Regions from separate parts of the Mus musculus genome. Here region 1 is linked to region 2. Evidence: chromatin contacts called from public Hi-C data. All regions are on one chromosome and are shown on one strand. Each heading gives the region's core, a stretch centred on a gene start, on an enhancer-like site or on the middle of the called end of the contact. The rest is flanking DNA. Distances are from core to core; before and after follow the strand shown. Region 1 overlaps Gm34080 (a long non-coding RNA gene). Region 2 has its middle 21 kb from the start of Six4.

The links. A called contact is a pair of places that touch in the nucleus more often than the background predicts.
Region 1: a contact with region 2 is called in a Hi-C map of liver, with 2.7 times the contacts expected there. The contact joins two enhancer-like sites. A contact is called at or near these places in 2 of 484 Hi-C or Micro-C datasets (both in liver) and 3 of 115 datasets of contacts at active chromatin or transcription factors (all in embryonic stem cells).

Annotation. Positions count from the first base shown.
Region 1 is chr12:73,479,250-73,483,688 of GRCm38.p6, forward strand. All of the region lies in intron 2 of Gm34080 (a long non-coding RNA gene), which reads left to right. Among named protein-coding and RNA genes, the nearest start is that of Gm34016, 28 kb to the right of the region's middle. Within about 2 kb of position 2,407, at least 35 of the 459 cell types and tissues checked have an H3K27ac peak or open chromatin away from gene starts, as enhancers often do. A contact at or near this core is called in liver, where this site is marked.
Region 2 is chr12:73,089,486-73,094,010 of GRCm38.p6, forward strand. No RefSeq gene overlaps it. Among named protein-coding and RNA genes, the nearest start is that of Six4, 21 kb to the right of the region's middle. Within about 2 kb of position 1,631, at least 12 of the 459 cell types and tissues checked have an H3K27ac peak or open chromatin away from gene starts, as enhancers often do. A contact at or near this core is called in liver, where this site is marked.

The DNA of each region.
Region 1 (4,439 bases), core at 1,157-3,656, 390 kb after region 2:
TCTCCTTCTCCTGAGACCCCTCACTCCTTTGTTCAATTCTCAAGTCTTCTCTCTCTCTCTCTCTTCCCAATTACAACTCTAGCCTTTTATTAACTTTAGCTTGGAGAACAAGGCTTACATAACAAAGACTGGTGTACATGAGAATTCTCCCATCTGGGGGCAATCAGATCTTGGGGTACAGAATACAGCAATTTGTAGGGTGGGGGGAGAATGGGAGTTTGGGAGGGGGAAGGACACGTGTTCTCTAGGGATTAGACTACAGGCTGTCATGGAGATGGGCGGCAGAGTCCGTGCCTTTTCCTGCTATGCATCAGAGAAGAAGTGCTGTGCATGGACAGAAACCTGACCGAGTCCGACAACTGAGAAAGAAAAGCTGTGTCTTTGTTTCTCGGTGATTCTCGCACTGACACTGGAGTTGCTTTGTAGGCAAAGCTAATGCCCTTTCGCCAGTGGGTGATGGAGTCAGAGCCGGAGAGCTGCAGGTTCAGGTGGCCCCTCCACTGTGGTTGCTGGATCAGCCAAGGAGTGACAGAGTGAGCAGCGCCAGGGTGCCTGGCACCTGCAACGACCTTCAGAACACTAACACAGAGACAAGCACACCTACAAATCTCTCATGTGACCATCCCCGTCCCAGAAAAGGACACTCTCAAAAGGTCTCTCCAGCCTGGCTCAGCAGACGCACTCATGGCTAGGCCACTACTTGCTCTTGAATGGATTTTTACTGGACTGAAAGTGTCTTGCTGGCGAGAAAGCTCTAATTCTTCCAAATCTACACTCTACCATGTAGGATCTTTGTACGAGTTGGACACACCAAAAGTCTGGCCCGTTGCTATGAAAATAACTTGAATAGCAGTCACGCAGTCTCACAAGAGTAAGAAAGCCAAGCACAGCTGTGCAGCCCTCTGAGGGCTGAAGTGATCCCTAAATGGCTGTGGTCCACTCCTCGCCTCCGTAATTGCTTCTCCATCGAAGCTCCTAAGCCGACAAGGGTACCGTTCCATTAATACCCCTCTGACACTTCAGGGTGCTCGCAATGTGAAATCATGTCCAAAAGATCTGAATAAGAGTAGAATGGAGAGAACCAAGTCTGTGGTAAAAATCCCTTGAAACTCAGAGTGGAAAAAATGACCCAAAGCAAGCTGTCAGAATCCCCAGCCAAGAGGACAGTAATTATAGCTGCAGAGGCGGGCGGGAGGCAGTTCTGTACAGGTGAACAGGCCGCCAGCAGCACCAGAGGTTTACTCAAATCCCACTTCAAATCTTGTAATCCCTCCAGTCCTTCACGGCTAGCAATGACATCATCTCTCCCTTCCTTTCAGACAGAGGCCGTGCCTCTGCATCCAAGCACTGATGTGGTCTTCTAGCAAGCCTGTGGCTTTCAGGATGACTAAGGAAATCCAATCACATACGAAGAAAACACGATTAAAATTTTTTCAAAAAAAAAAAATAATAAAAACCACAAAAAACAAAACAAAAAAACCCCAAACACCCAAATCATGTGACTGCTTTATTCCTTACTCACAGGCGCCATTGACTTTGGAGCTCTGCAGAAACTGGGTATCCTAGATCACGGAGCCACCGGTACATGGGTGCTTCAGACTTGCATGTTTGTGTTGTTGGTGTTAGAATGGTGGCAACCTGGGAAGGCAGAGGAATGGCAAGCTTGCAGGGTGTTGCCACCCAAAGCAGGCTATAAAATGGAGGCAAAACATGCAGTCAACGAATACTAATGTAGGGTTTTGCTCAAAGCATGTTGCTGCTACTTGAACGAATTGTTTAAAATTCTGAGGTTCTGCTCATGGGATCGTGAGGAAGTGGGAGTCTTGCCTTGCCTTTCTTCCCCTCTCTCCTTCCCTCTCTCCATCCTACGTTGGCCTGTCTCTATAACTATCTAAACCTGGACAGTGAGACCTGAAATCTCTGCTTAATACAGAAGCATTGATTGATAGAATCATTCATTCATTCATCAGCTATTTCAGGAACCATGTGCCAAGCAATGAGAACCGAATATTCAAGAATAAATGACATTGGACTCTTGTCTTTGGATCTTCCTAGTCCATTGATTGTAATAGCCTTTGAAACAAATAGATTGCAACATCCAAAGTTTGTGGAGGGAGCAACTCGCTGTGCCAAGACAGCATTTCCCAACAGTTCCAGAGAACCACCCTTGTACACACATTTTCTGAGCCATAAAATATTCTCACAGATCACTTCGAGTTAGTTTTGTAGCGTTGAGTTAATTCGATGGAACGAGAAGCCATTTTTTGTGTGTGCCAAAAAATACCCTTATGTCAGAGAAAGAAGGGTGGGCAGAGCAAAGCAGAGGGAGAGGGAGAGGGAGGAGGGGGCTGGTGACCTCAGCTCTTTGCCTCCTGGAAGGCTTAGCACACTTCAGTGCCCGGGTGTGGTAGTGAATCGCTAGGCTGTTTCAGTTTGGGGTGTGTATCTTTGTGCACATGTGTGTGCTTGCCTACCCACTGTTGTCTGACACCTTTCTTGCTCTCTCGGTTGTCTCCTAGTTCTCTCTAGGATGAACTGAAGGGATCATAAAGGCACAGAAGCCTGGTTTCCTTGCCCTTCTGGTGGCTGGAACATCACACCATGACACTCACCGCATCGTTAGGAAATCTACATTCCAAGGTCTGTGAAATCCCATCTGTGCCTCCACAGAGAGAGAGAGAGATGACAGAATTGCCAAACTTTACCCCCCCCACACACACCCCCATTTTTGCTGAGTCTAAATTTGGACCCAAATGCAAACTGAGGTCTTATGCTTATTTAATAGCTGGCAAAGCCTGTTTTGTGAAGAAGGACTTCATGGCCATCAAAATCTGTTAGGGTGTCCCATGGTGATGAGTTTAATGTTAATGAATTGGGAACATCTGGATTAGATTTTCTCCCAAACAGACAAGGTTATGAAAATTAGTGGACAAAAAGTGTCTCCTGACCAAAGGCAGTGTGGGCTATTCCTGAGCCCATCGCCCAAGAACACTTAAGCAGGGCCTGGGTAAGGCTCTTCCACACCTGAGGCCATGACAAATGGGGCCAGAGCAAAAAGGACTTCCCTGTGAGCCACATGTAATGTGAAAGTGAGAATTTTTCATTGAAGGATTGTTTACTGAGCACCTAGTACGTGCCAGCGTCCATCCCAGGATCTGCCTCTGCAGAATAGAAGATAGCCCCACCCTTGGCTCTCTGAGAGCTGGCCATCAAGAGTTTCACACCAGCCGACAGTCCAAGTCTGGTTGCTGGTCCAGATGTTTTGGGAGCTCACAGCAGCCCACATGTTCCGTGGCTCAGGGTAGGTGGACTGTGAGGGTGTCACTAGGAAAGTGTCCTCAGGCTGACAGCCCAAGAATATTCATGCAACCACAGACCTCAGATCCACTCGCAAGGCCTCGCACCTGGCAGGGACATAAGAAATACTTGTTAAGCAAATGGTTTCTTTTAAAAAGTGCCGAGAAAGAGAGAAAAAGGGAGAGCGTTGGGAAGAGTCACTGTTACCTGCCCAAAGTCTGGCTGACAAAGAAGCTTTGTGAGTTGAACACAAGGTAGGGAGGAGGAAGAAGGGGGAGGGAGGAGGAAGAGGAAAGAAGAAGCAAGAAACAGGAAGCAGGAAGGAGGAAGGAGGAAGGAGGAAGGAGGTGTCTGCCAAAGAGCCCAGTCCTGATGAGGAAGGGTCTTGCAAGGCCAGTTAAAAGCTTACTCTTTCTTTTAAGGTCAGTGTGACATTCCTGAAGATCAACAAGCGAAGAGATGGTACAGCAGCTTCTGTTAGGGGAAGCACTGTTGGTTACCACACACAGAACAGCTCTGAAACTGGGCTGTTGCTAAGGAAGTGCAATGGGGGCAGCAAGGAAGAGAGAGCTGGGCAGGTCTTAAATGTATATCAGAGGCAGAATCATGGAGACTCAGCGGTCACATGAAGGTAGAAGGAAGGAGGGTACTGCCAGGCAACATCACCCCCTATACACAGATTTTTGTGTGGGTCACTCATTAAGAAAGTATTTGTCCATGGGGACAACAGAGTAGGAAGGAGAAGAAGCTAAGCAAGCAGGTGACTTTCAGGTGACAACACATCTGCACAGAGAGCAGTTTTGTTCTGATCCCTCAAGAAAACACTGACATACCTCAAGCTGTTACAGTTGGTGTGCTTTCTTTTGTTCAAGTTTTCGATGCAAGAAGCGAGAGCAGGATATATGAAGGACAAGGTTGCAAGGGAGAGACATGAGAGAGAAGCCAAGATTCCAGAAGGGCATGGGTGCATGCCTACAGTCTCAGTGAGGAAGGCTGAGACAGGAAGCCTGTTTTGGCCCAGGCGTTTGATGGTAGCCTGGGTAACATAGCAAGTCTCCATCTTGAAAAAAGAACAAAAGGAGGAGGTGAGAGAGTAGATGAAGGAAGGGGAGGGAAGAAAGGGAGGGAGAGAGGGAAGAAAA
Region 2 (4,525 bases), core at 381-2,880:
ATACTACTAAACACCATATATATGTTATATATCCACAGACAAACATATATACTACAGACCATATATATGTTATTTATACACATACAAACATATATACTAAACACCAAATATGTGCTCTGGCTCTGAGCTATATTCCCACATATTTCCAGCCCCAAAACTGTGCATTGGTTTGGTTTGTTCTTTGAGACAGGGGGTTTGTCTGTCTGTTTGTTTGTTTTAAAATGGTTTATTTATTATTTTGTGCATTGGTGTTTTGCCTGTATGTTTATCTGTCTGAGAGTGCTAAATTCCTGGAACCAGCATTACAGACAGTTGTGAGCTGCCAAAGAATTGAACCTGGGTGCTGGGAATTAAACCTGGGTCCTCTGGAAGAGCAGCTAGTGCTCTTAAGCCATCTCTCCAGACCCAGATTGATTTTTTTTTTTATTAATGTGTTGTCTTTTGCCTGAGTGAGTGTGTGTGTGTGTGTGTGTGTGTGTGTGTGCATGTGTGTGCCATGTGTGAGCCTGATTCCAATGGAGGTCAGAAAAGAGCAGTGGGTACTCTGAAACTAAGAATCACAGATTGTTATGAATCACCACGTGGTGCTGGAAATTGAACCTGGGTCCTTTGCAAGATCAACAACTGCTTTAATCTCTGAGCCATCTCTCCAGACCAGACCCAGGGTCTTAACACTGCAGCCTACATTGGCCTGGGACTCAGTATGGCGTCTAGATTAGTCTCAAACTTGTGGCAATCCTCTTGCCTCTGGTTCCTGAATGCCTAGGCTACAGGTATGAACCATGCCTGATTAAACATCACATTTGTTTAGATTTATTTATTTTATGTATATGAATGTATCATTTGCATTTATGTATGTGTGTCATATACAAGCCTGGTGCCAACTGAGGTCAGATGAAGGCATCAGATTCTCTGTAACTGCAGTTATGGATAGTGGTGTGTCATCATGTGGATGCTGGGAATTGAACCCAGGTCCTCTGCAAGGACAGCAAATGTCTTTTAACTGTCACACTATCTCTCCAGCTGTGAGTTGTATTTTCTAAAAAGGTTACAATAGTACATTTTATGTTGTATTTATTTTACCACAATTGAAAACAAAGAAGACCGGATGGCCTTCCTCCTCACATATATGTAATTACATATATACACATAAAATAATCTCTTTACTTCTTTTATGTCTGTATGTGTGTGGGTGTGTGTGTGGGGGGGGGGGGTGCCACAGTATGAAAGTGGAGCATCTCTCCACCCTGTGGGCTCTGAGGATTGAACTCAAATCGCCAAGCTTGGTGGCAAGTGCTTTAATCTGCTGAGCCATTTTTCCAGCCCCAGCTTTCTATAATTGCACAACCTAACTTTTATACTGTGACAGTAGCTGGCTTGTTGCACTTAGGAACGTGTAACAAGTCTACTCCACTGTGGCTTGGGGCCTAGTCTCACGCCTTCTCAGAAAGTAATGAATTAAATCGTAAGAAAGGAGGGCACATTATCTAATCTTCCTTTTCTTCAAAGCTTGAATTGTGATTATCAAGGTGTCTAGTGGTATATACAAAATGTGACTAAGGTACACAGTGGAATTAGCTAACCAAACAACAAAAGGCAAACCCAGGCAGCACTCGTCACCCATCAGGCTAGGCCAAAGCAAACAGAGGTATTTTGCACTGTGAGTTAAAGGTTAATAAGCAGACTTTGCCAGCTCAAGAGTGGCAGAGAAACGTGGAAACAATCCATCTCAAAGTCAAGCCACCAGCTAGGCCTCGGATAAGATCAGTAAGTCTATGCCTGCAAGGAGACTGGACAAAACCAGCTAGCTGGCTCTGGGTGTTAGAAAACAGTATTTTATTATCAGGTCAGTTTGGGGTAAACAAGCTCGATTCCAGGATCTAATCAGCAGGTAACTATGAGTGTTTTTGCTGGGTAACTAGATGGTCTGTGGGGATGTAATCTGGGCTACCATTCGGGGACAGAAGGAAAGACAAGGTGCTGGGTTTTTCACTTCATAATACCTCCACCATCATCACAGTTAAAATTAAAATGCTTTCACTGGAAACTCTGGTTCTCTGTGTGTGTGTGTGTGTGTGTGTGTGTGTGTGTGTGTGTGTGTGTGTTGCTGTTCTGTATACTGTATGTACACCTGTGTGCACAGGCATTTGCCAGAGAAGAACTTTGGTTGTCACTTTGGTTGTCACTCTCCTCCTTACTTCCTTGAGACAGGGTCTCACTGAACCCGGAGCTTGTTGGCATAAGTCATCCCCCTTCCCAGCACTAGACTTACAGGCACTCAGGGTGTGACCACACTTGACTTTTTTTTTTTTAATTCTTATTATAAACTGGTCGAAGTGGCACATACCTTTAGTCCTAGCACTCAGGAGGCAGAGGCAGGCAGATCTCTGTGAGTTTAAAGCCAGCCTGGTCTACAGAGAGAGTTCCAGGACAGCCAGGGCTACACAGAGAAACCCTGTCTCGAAAAAAAAAAAACAAATTTTATGTGTTTTTGTAATTTATCTATTTATGTGTTTGTACCTAAGAAGCTCAAATAGGTATCAGATGTTCTGGAGTTGGAGATACAGGTAGCTGTGGCCTGTCTGATGTGGACGCTAGGACTTAAATTCAGGTTCTGTCTCTAAGAACAATTTAAACTCTTAACTACTGAGCCATCTCTCCACATGCAACTCAGTAGATGGGCTCTCATGCTTGGTCAGCAAGTACTCTTACCCGTCGAGCTACTTGCTAGCCTAGCATTTACTATTTGATGGGTAAGCAGCCATCTCCTAGGTACCTTCCACTCTCATGCCTCTGCCCAACCTGTCCACTGGGTGCTGCCATCTTCTCTTAAAAAGCTGCATCCTGTTCCATGACTTTGTCCAACTTGGCCAATCACATTATCCCTAACTTGTGCACCATGACTGGGTCTTGACTGGAGTGTGATCTCAAATGGACCTATGAGAATGCATAAAACTTAGAAAGGACCCGAGTGATGTGCCCAGCACCACAGGAAATGAATGAACGAATGAATGCACAGGTAAAATGGGCCAATGAAAACATTTCTCTGAGGTTGTTACAGTGAACACTCCCAGCCTGTTTAGACAATGGGGAAACTTCTCTTTCTTTTCTTTCATTGGGTAATGTGTTACTTTTGATTATTCAGTTTAAGGCTTCCTATACACAAGTATTCTACCACCTCTACAGCTGCAATCCAATTCCTCCTTTGTCTATGTAAAACTAGAATATGTGACCCTTGCAGCTGCTGGGAACAGGGACATCGGGCTTATGGAGAAAACATAATTGTCTCTCACAGCTGACACTAACTCCAACTCAGGGAGGGGCAGAAGGAAGGAGCTGGTTCTGGGCAGTTCTAGCACCTGGCCTATGATTGTCTACATCCATCTTCTTCTTATTATTATTATTTTAAAGGACCTGAAGATGTAAAATGCTCATATTGAAATCCCGAAGCCCTGGGCTCTGTCCCTATCACGTAATAAAACCGGCTGTTGTAGTGTGTACACACTCCTAGAAGATCACTCAGAAGAGGGAGGCATCCTCAGCCAGCCTGGGCTATATATCACCCAGTCTCAAAAGTAACTTTAAAATCTGGAGGGCTGGGGAGATGGTTCAGTAGGTAAGGCCCTTGGCATACCAAAGTGAGAACCAGAGTTCAGATACCCCAGTACTCACCGTGGCCCACTGGAATCCCAGCTAACCAAAGGCAGAGACAGGAGATTCCCAGGGCAAGCTGGTAGCAAGAATAGCTGGGTCTGTGCTCTCTGGCTAGTTAATCTCTAATCAAATGATAGGCCCAGCCTCAATATATAAGACGAGGACTGACGAAGAAAGGTACTCAACACCAACTTCTAGCCTCCACATCCATATGCACACATGTATACATGAGAGCATGCATACACACACACATACAACATATAGACATACATATTCAGAAACTTTTTTTTTTTTAATTTGGCTGAGCATGCTATCCATGCCTGTGATCCCATTGCTTGGGAGGAAGAGGCAGGAGGCGTGAATTAGAAGTTAGCCTAGGCTATTATACTGAGGCCCAGTCACAGAAAGTAGAAGGAAGGCTGGGGCTGTAACTCAGTGCCAGAGAGCTTCTATAAATAGGTCCTGGTCTTGATCCTTAGCAATGAAAGACAGACAGACAGACAGAGAATAAAGCCAGGAATGTTTGTGATATTATTTTTAAAAATAGTCAGATGTGGTGGTATGTGAATATTTTTCATCCCAGTTCTCAGAAGGCAGAGGCTGGACTGGCCTACATAGAGAACTGGAGGCCAGCTAGGGCCACATAGTGAAACCCTGTCAAAAAATTCTTCTTCTTCTTCTTCTTTATTCTCCAACTTTTTTTAGAAAAACTTTTATTATATGTGTGTGTTGGCCCAAAATATTCTCTAATTTTCAACCAAAATACCTTTTTTTTTTAAAAAAGTAATATTGGGAACTGAATTTAATTAAGCCTTCATACAGGCTAGTAAGTATGTTGTTGAGACCCAGCAAGATGGCTCTGCTGGTAAAG